2 separate regions of the Hordeum vulgare genome follow, and region 1 is linked to region 2. The links are chromatin contacts, called in public Hi-C maps. All regions are on one chromosome and are shown on one strand. The core of a region is the stretch at or near the end of the contact, and the rest is flanking DNA. Distances in the headings are between cores, read along the strand shown.

Evidence for each region. A called contact is a pair of places that touch in the nucleus more often than the background predicts.
Region 1: a Hi-C map of leaf shows a contact between it and region 2, with 2.8 times the contacts expected there. The contact joins the promoter of LOC123443428 here to the enhancer-like site in region 2. A contact is called at or near these places in 2 of 6 Hi-C or Micro-C datasets (both in leaf).

Annotation. Positions count from the first base shown.
Region 1 is chr1H:439,766,154-439,770,907 of MorexV3_pseudomolecules_assembly, forward strand. It overlaps LOC123443428 (NAD(P)H dehydrogenase (quinone) FQR1-like), which reads left to right and starts at 2,209. Exons shown (of 3, transcript XM_045119791.1): 1 at 2,209-2,452. The coding sequence starts at 2,430.
Region 2 is chr1H:439,724,447-439,729,404 of MorexV3_pseudomolecules_assembly, forward strand. No RefSeq gene overlaps it. Among protein-coding and RNA genes, the nearest start is that of LOC123443428, 41 kb to the right of the region's middle. Within about 2 kb of position 2,090, at least 2 of the 3 cell types and tissues checked have open chromatin away from gene starts, as enhancers often do. A contact at or near this core is called in leaf, where this site is marked.

The DNA of each region.
Region 1 (4,754 bases), core at 959-3,458, 42 kb after region 2:
TTATTCTCCCATCCCTCCGGCACGGATATGGTCATTTCGGCCTCTCCGGGGGAAACCTTGATCTGTGATTGGACGATGGCAGCGTCTTGGTGTCGTATTCTCTCTTGGGGGCTTCGTCTTGGGAGCTTGGTGCCGATGAGCAGGACCGGTGGATGGCGGTTGGCGATGGGTGTGGCGTCCAGGCTTCTGTGGCAACGATGATGGTGGAGCGATGTCGGCGACACGACAATGGTTGCGGTAGTCGACTCTTCTTCGGCGTGTCCACGGTTTTACCTTGATTTGTTTGTTGCTATGGAGTCGAAATTGCGGTGGCGGGGCCCTGTGGTATACGATGACTGGCTGCAGGTAGCCCGTTTGGTGATCTCCCGTGGCGCCAGTCGTGCCTGATTTTGTCCTTCAGAGTTCTTCGTCAAGGTCGGAGTTGCGGCCAGGAGTTGCGTCGACTGGCCGCAGGTGGTTGAGATAATGGCATAGCTCTTCATGCAGCTTCATGTGTCCTCTGCAGGTGGGTTGAGTCGACGATCACCTACATCGGAGTCAGAGTCGTTTGCTCAGAGTGTAGAGATGGCGATGACGCCTCTTGGGGAGGAGTGATGACGATGACGCCCGCGTGCTGTCTCGTCGAGACCCTCTTTGGAGTGGTGTGCATGAGCTTTTTTATGTGTGCCTCTCAACGGTTATAACGGGGGTGAGAGAGAGGAGGGTGGGGAATGAATCCTCGAAAACGAAACTAAGGCGAGAGAGCCACCAGCCAAGTTTCAACATGAGATTGATTGTCCCCATGCAGCCTACCCCGCCACAACAGTGCAACTTCACAGCAGCAGCTGAGGGCCCGAGCAAGAGAGGGAGGCTACCCGTAAAACACGACAACATTCCGGTGTTTCCATAATTGCCAGTAGCAAAGCATGGAAAATTCACCCGTAGACTGTACCACAGAACCAGCTGATCGGGCCAGTGATTCCACAGAGAACCAGCTGATCGGGCCAGTGATTCCACACAGTCCACACAACCCCGTGCTCGTGAGACGCATGACTAGGAAGCCGCCCAACCCCTCTTCATGCACCTGTCACACCGTAACCTCGACGTCCATGGAGTGCGAGAAGAGAGCAGGGAATGTCGTGGCTAGATCCCCGCATGGAAACCGGCGGTCCTTCCAGAAGGAGCAAACGCGCTCGTCCCCCACGTCGACAATGGAGAGAGCGCGTTACAGGGGGAGCAGCCGGGCAAGGACCCCATGTGTCCCCCCAGCGCGTGTTCACCACGCACCAGAAGCAAGCACCCATTACCGACGGTCCACACCCAGGCAACCCACCGTGAATGAGGAGCGAAGTGCAGACGATGGATCATCTTCAGCAGGAGACATTCGTTCTGAGTGGCAAGGTTGCGCACCTCCAGACCACCCTCCGACCTAGCACGACACACCTGATCCCACACCACTAAACATTGAGCTCCAGAAGCCCTATCCGCCACGTTCCATAGGAAAGCACGCCGCAGGGCGTCCAGTTCTCGGATCAGAGCTGACGGAAGAAGCAGAGCCGCCATGACATACGTGGACAAGGCGTCCAGAACGTCGTTTATCAGCACAAGGTGCCCCACAGGCGAGGGAAGTGAGTGAATCTCAACTTCTCCCAAGACAAGGGCAAGCCGAGGTAGGGCTGGGGGAAGGATCCAACAACACATCCGAGAGCTCAAAAAAACAGCTCCTTGACCGTTAGCTTGACATGGACCAGCACCATCATGCTTTTGGTGAAGTTAATCCGAAGCCCGTAGCCTCCACAAATTGATCCAGAATCATACGAAGACGAGCAGCCCCCTCATGCATGATGATGAGAGTTTTTCATACTTAACTGGACAATCTGATTTTAGTTCGGTTTTCCTTAATGAATGCAGGATAACTATCATTTTAAAAAAATATGGCAAAGACAGCACTAGAAACAAAATAGCCGTTGCAAGTATAAATAAGTGTCCGCCTAAAAAACACGTACAGCGTAAATAAGTTTTGAGGCCGTCTGTCCAAAATAGATAAATAAATACTACTTCCTCTATACCATAATATTTGTTGTTAGGGAAAACTAATCTAGTTCTACCCAACCACAACTATTTAGGAACAGAGGGAGTAAATCGGAGGCCAGGGATGAGCGGCACGTGACTCAGCAGCGGTCACTCACACACACACAAGTGGCAGTGCCCGGATCCGCTTGGCAGGGGTTGTAGTACTCACTCGTTGGTTGGGACTTGGGACCTCACCTCCGAGGTCAACCGGCACGGCAACCCCGCCGGCCTATAAATGCTCCCGGCCTTCCTTCCCATCTCCCATCACTGCCCACTGCCTCCGTTCCCTTCCCTTCCCCCTCGAACCCATTAAACAACCGGAGCCGTCCTCCTCCTCCTACCAGATCTCAGATCCGCGGAGCTCCCACGCGCCTCCCATGGCGGTCAAGGTCTACGTCGTGTAAGCACCCGCTCCCTCCCTCTAAACCAACTGTTTCGTTAACCCCCGCGTTACAATTCACTCTCGTCTCGTGTGCATGGTACTTATTTCTAGACGTTGTTAATATCAGAGATAGTTGATGATTCTGTGTAGAGCCCTTCTTTATCGGATTGAAACGTATGTCCCGGCAGCAACCACAGACCATTAGTGTACAGTTCTTCTTCGGAGACCCTCTCCCCCCGTCGATGCCTCCATCTAGAAGGGTTGTACCTCTAGTTTTGATGATCATCCGGGTCACAGTTCAGTCCAGGTGCAGGGTTCAGAGCCGCAGAGATTATTAGCTGTATGTATGGGGGCATCATCAATCATGGAGTCAGGGTGGATTTCATCGGTGGTGGGTCTGGTGGTCCGTGATGGGATCGATGCCGGATATGGACGGGGACCTGATCCTGCACTAATAATCCTGCAGCTGTCCCTTTACCTGAATATTTTTCCTCCCTGTCGTGTGAAACGCGCACCTCTCTGCTATCCGCCGCCCCGGCAGACATCCGCGACTTCTCGAACCAATTACCGTTACCACTGGCAGTGGATGCAGTCAGCAACACCTTGATTACCAACTTTCTGAAGAATAGCACCAAGGTTGTTGACTGTCCCTAGTTGCTTGCTTTGGGCTACGTTTCCTATATGAATTTCATACTAGCAGAATATGCGGAAATTGCTTTACCATTTACCCTGTTCCCACCAACTAATAGGGATAGCTACTCATGGGTCATGGCTGCATATGATGCTCGGGTTTCTAGTGCGATGTAGTAGTATATCCTATTATATGATAGAGCACAGCTCCTTTTAAAGCAAGAAAGATAAAATGGAAGCTTTTGTGATTTAAATAGGATGGAAATCATAATATCATCAGTGTGATGCAAATCTAATTTGTTTTGTACGATGTGGAACTTGTGTATTAGGTGAGAACTGGCCTAAATGTTTAATCAAATTTTAGTTTACCCCTTCCCTCGTTTTAAAATAAATTTATGAGTTTCTTCCTTATTTGAAATGATATGCTTTCTTATTAAAAGAATGGGTTTATTAAAAAATAGTCTTAGGTTGATTAAAATTTTGGTGGCCTTCTTTCAGCTTACATATGCAAATTTGTCAGTTGCAGCACCGCGATTAAAAGGACATTTTTCTGTTGCTGTTGATTTCCCACTACAACCCCACTGTCTCCTGTGTTGGATCTTTGCTTGTAGTAGTGTTCGATCTTATTGCTTCCTAGTGCCACACCACCAACATGGACTTTTAGTTTTTCCACAATTATGTCTGCCTCAACAAAGCTTATTTGAAGCACAAAAGTAATTATCAAAAAAGTATGCGCAAGTCCGCTGGCCTTCTTAATATTGGAATATGACACAATTAATCCTGAAAGGATGAGAACCTAAATCAGCATTTGAAGAATGCCACTCTTGGTCATAATCGAACTACAGTACTAGAGTCTTCAAGCATCTTTGAGTGTTCAGTCCTTGGTGCAATGGATGCATCGTGCTATTGGCAAGCAGCATTTCTCTATCAATTATCATCACTCGTCTTTCTTTGAAGTCACATCTATTAGAAACCATAAGCACATAACTAACTAGTATCACCCTATCACTGTCTAACATAAGCTATGATTGGCCTATGTTTTTAAATTTTGCTTGCTGAATGGGATTTCCCAACTACCAAAAAGTAGGCATCTAGAAGCCTTTGGATAAAAGATGGGAAACACCTGGGTTATTCTAATTAGACCTTTGATTGACAGTTCGCCCCAAACCCTTCGTGACATTTTGACATCATTTTTCAAACTTATAGTTTTACCTGTACATTGATTACTCTGTTTTTTTAGTGGCTGTGGGGGCAAACTCTTTTCAATCACCAGCAGTAGAACTTACAGCCTTAAGTTTACTGAAGTACTCCCTCCGTTCGTAAATATAAGTCTTTTTAGAGATTTCACTATGTGACCACATACGGAGCAAAATAAATGAATATATATTCTAAAGTATGTCTATATACATCCGCATGTTGTCCTCTAACAAAACATCTTAAAAGACTTATATTTAGGAACGGAGGGAGTAGTTATATACTTCCTCCCTCAAAATAAATGTCTCAAAGTTAGTACAACTTTGTACTAGAGCTAGTACAAATTCTCGGCACAAGTGTCTTACACAGTTATTTAATTGATGAACATTTGTGCGGTGGGTAATAGACTAGTTGGTTCATGATGTCCTTTATTCCTTTTGTTAGCCTAGCGTGTTTACTAAAGTTCTCTGAAACACGCGTAATCAAAAAGTAGCAG
Region 2 (4,958 bases), core at 840-3,339:
AAGAAATGTCCTAAAATTTGAAGGACGTAATATGATCAGCATCTTTGAAGATTATAGTTATTTTTCTTCCGTTGCAACGCACTGGCCCTTTTGCTAGTACCTACTAATAAAGAAAATTGATATTCTTAATTCATCGTGCTATTTTATAAAAAAACTAATGTTTCTGACATTAAACCCATAGAATATATTAAATGTTTTTTAAAATACTCATATCTTCTAAACCGTAACTCCAAATTTAACATATTATACATGGAATTTGATTAAAAAAATGTAGAATTTGAATATGATGTTAATTTACCCATGAAACATTGAATAAAAATACTATCTAGGATGCAATCTTAATAAATACTCCCTCCGTTTCTTAATATAAGGTGTATTTTTTTAAAGTCAAACTTGTCTAACTTTGATCAAGCTTGTAGACCAAAATATCAAGGTCTAGAATACCAAATCATTGTCACTAGATTCATCATGAAATATATTTTTATATTTTATATATTTGATATTCTAAATCATTATATATTTTGCTATAAAGTTAGTCAAACATAGATAGAGTTTGACTTTCTTAAAAACTAATACACCTTATACTTAGGAACGAAGGGAGTAAGTCATTATTCGTCTTTCTTTCATACCGGTACTCATCTGGATTGGGGATGAACACGTCAATGAAATCAGGATTGGAGATGAAAATGAAGGTCACTTGCCCGTTTCTTTGTATGTATTAAATCTATATGCAAGCCGTGTTAAAATTGAAGACCTGTGAAATTTTGAACTGCACTTTTGTAGGATAAGATCATCTTTGTTTGTGTCGTAACTACAAATTCTCATATTATAGACCATTTTTAATAAATTAAGAGCGTGTGGTATTTTTTTTCTCCCATTAAAACGCACGCACCCTTTTGCAAGTAATGCTTATATTAGTAGTGAGATACAACATTTCTCTAACCCAATAACTAAGCTAAAGACCCCAATAAATTCACATAATTTATTCAACACATGACATTGCATCTGTGGTGCTGCTTATCCTTCTTTCCACCTTTTTTGACTGTGTCCTCAATGCTCACAAGATCACGACACATTTGAAATGTCAATCCTAACCAGTCTCTCTCGTCATAAGATGATAAATCTGTATTTTTTTCTTGTGAGGTTTTTATGAGGTGTGTATGTGTGGCTATATATGATTTCTTTTGTCTTCTATCCTTGTTTGTCGAGGTCTTAATTTTTAATCAGGATCAACACCGATATGAAAGAAGAACGAATCATGCACTATTGACTAAGCTTGCATCTTAAATTACATTTCTAAAATGATTAACATGTAAAATAACTATATATTTAGATTCTACCATTTTTCTAATCAAACTACATATATAACATGTTAAATTTATGGATATAGACTTTTGGCGCATTCCATCGCACCACAACACCTTCACTCACCTCGCTTGAAAAAAAAAAAAACATCTTCACCTCACCTACCTCCGTCCGTCAGGGTCAGCGCGTACGATGACGACGCGTCCCCGGAGACGGCCGGCCATGCACGCGGCCGAGAAAAAGAAACCATGATGATGGGTGCATACGTGCATCATTGCGGGATAGCCAAGCAACCTTGAAGCCCAAGGCAGCGCGACGGCTAAGACTCGCCCGCACCGACACCAGATGGTCATCAGCGACCGGCAACAGATGAGATCACATCGTCGATCGAGTGACTGACAAGGAACACGAAAAAGAATACAGTGCCAAGTTAACCACAGCGCCAATCCATGGGTGGCACGCGACGAGTTCCCTCGTGCATTGTACTGTACATCATCAAGCAGGTTGCACGCTGCTTTACAACAAAGAAACGTACGTTGGGCAAATGATCACTCGGCCTCCACGCCTGGCCCGTCCATCATACAGAGAACCTACACGCGTGCTTAATTTGCTGCTCTCTGCTGAATGACGCTATAACATAATGCACGCGATGATGCGATTAGTGATCTATTCCTGACGACATTTTTCATGGATCGGCCAGTTGGTTGCTATATTGCTTAGTGGTTGGAGTCGAGCTGCAGGTAGCCGGCCCTTGGAAACTGGAATCCCTGGCTCACTCACTCTGGACCACGCCTGCCGCTGCCGGCCACTTCAGGTCCGGCGACCACCGTATTGGGCAACACATAGTTGGTGGCGACAGTGACATATGTGGAAACTTCTTCCATGATGTGACAGCAGGCAAATCTATCTATTTGAAGCTTGATTGATGTGCCTGAAGCGCGGTGCTACGTACAGTACTCGGCCAAATCGCTGCTCAAAGTACTGTACTTGGAAGAGGCTCGTCAGATCGCTCAAGCATGTCGCCAACATCAGCTAGATCATTCAGCTACATACTACATTGGGCTACATTATCAGCCACACGGGTTCCGTCTTCCCGCAATCTGAGTTCTAGAAGGAGATAGAGAGTGCTGTGCCTCCTGCTTGTCCTTGGAGCTCTCGTCTCCACGCAAAGTCTTATCGCCTCCCCTTTTTGTAAAGGAAAAGAAAAGGCATAATGTTGCTTTCTGAGCTACTACGTAAATAGAGATGATGTTTCTGGACTTCGATGTAGTCTCCAAATATGCAATTGCGGGTGTTAATTCAGTTCTTGCATGATACTAATAAAGGATTTTTCTATAAAAATATGAGAGAATTTTATTTCTCCTAACCTCTAACCTCTGCACCAATCAATAATGCATTGTATGCACATATCCTTTTTAGTATGACTAGCAAAAGGGCCCATGTGTTGCAACGGGAGAAAGAAATACCACACGGCACACGCTCTTAATTTATAAAAAAATCTATAATTTGAAAATTTATAGTTACGATATAAATAAAGATGATCTTATCCTACAAAAATGCAGTTCAAAATTTCATAGGTCTTCTATTTTAACACGGCTTGCATGTAGATTTAATACGTACAAAGAATCAGTCAAGTGACCTTCAGTTTCATCTCTAATCCTGATTTTGTTGACGTGTTCATTCCCAACCCGGATGAGTACCGGTGTGAAAGAAAGACGAATAATGACTTATTTATTAAGATTGCACCCTAGATAGTATTTTTATTAAACGTTTAACAGATAAAATAATATCATATTTAAATTCTACATATTTTTCTAATCAAATTCCATGTATAATATGTTAAATTTGGAGTTACGGTTTAAAAGATATGAGTATTTAAAAAAAATATTTAATATATACTACGAGTTTAATGTCATAAACAGTAAGGTTTTTTTTGTAAAATCACCTCGGTGGGTTTTCCGACGGAAGCGATAGCCTCTTTATTATTAGGTAAAGATTATCGAGATTTTTATCTTGAGGTGTAGTCTCACCACATACGGAGCATTACCCTCAAAAGAATAATTTTTTGTGAGTACCAAAATTTTATTTTGATGAGTGGTATCACCCCACATCAAGCTTGTTCTGGCCTTGATTAGTTGGGCTCAGCTGTGACGAGCTTGTGTTGTTAATTACCTTGCTGAAGGCTTTGTCTCCTCACTGATGTGTTGGTCGTCGGTGGTTACTTTGTCAACCAGAATGAAAATCCATCTTGGCTGTTAGAAGGGAAAGAGAGATTAGTGAAACAGTTGTTGTATTGTCTGAGCAGCATGGATGTATATATATGAGTACAATGACCAACTTAAAGTACAAGACAAGGTAGAACAAATCACAGTCTATCTCATATTTCCTAACTAGTCAATATACTCAACATCCCCTCGCAGTCACAATGGCAGCGACGCAGACGGTGAGAGTGAATAAGAATTCGAAGGTAAGCCGACGGTCATCCCCCATCTACGGAAGTTGTGGCTGGAGTGAAAACCGACGAGGTTGCTCAAGCAAGGTAGTAGTCATTTATGCTTTTGTCGAGGTAGCCGAGAGCGTAGGATGGTGTAGCCGTGGTCGAGGTAGCCGTGCGAATAATGTCATGGTCGATGTCGAGGCGGGGTAGCAGGTGTCGTGAAGTCATCGTGGAGCCGGGGGCGCAAGGAGGCACCGAGTTACTCATGGGCGCAATGGTGTCGAAGAACTTGTGAAAAATAAAAAAATAAAATATTTAATTGCAAGATCTAAAGATATATCTTTAAGCACTCTCCTCTCCGGCAACAGCGCTAGAAAAGAGTTGATGTCTACTATGCAACTTTATTCTTGTAGACGTTGTTGGGCTTCCAAGGCAGAATTTTGTAGGACAACAACAAATTTCCCTCAAGTGGATGACATAAGGTTTATCAACCTATGGGAGGTGTAGGATGAAGATGGTCTCTCACAAACAACCCTGTAATCAAATACAACAAATCTCTTGTGTCCCCAACACACCCAATACAATGGAAAATTGTATAGGTGCACTAGTTCGGCGAAGAGATGGTGATACAAGTGTGGTATGAATAGTATAAATATGTTTTTATAATCGGAATAAATTACAATAGTGAGGTAACAAGTAGTAAATGGCGGGCAAAATGTTATATAAATGCTTAGAAATAAGGTCTAGGGTTTATACTTTCACTAGTGCAATCTCTCAACAATGCTAACATAGTAGAATCATATGGTCATCCCTCAACATGCAACAAAAAATTACTCCAAAGTTCCTAGTAGTGGAGAACATAATAAGAAGTTATTGTAGGCAGCGAACCACCTCAACGTTATTCTTTCCGATCAATCTTTTGGGCTATTCCTATAGGTGTCACAAACAGCCCTAGAGTTCGTACTAGAATAGCACCTGTGATACATATCAATCAATCCTAATGTCACATAAATACTTCAATGTCACCTCAAGTATTCGTGGGTTAATTATTCGACATGCATCAAATAATTTCAGATTCATCATATTCGGTCCAACACAAAGAACTTCAAAGAGTACCCCAAGATTTCTATCGGAGAAAGTCAGTCGATGAAAGCGGTCTCTCGTAAGCGTACGAGTAAAGTTGGTCTGGGCCGCTTCAATCCAACAATACCGCTGA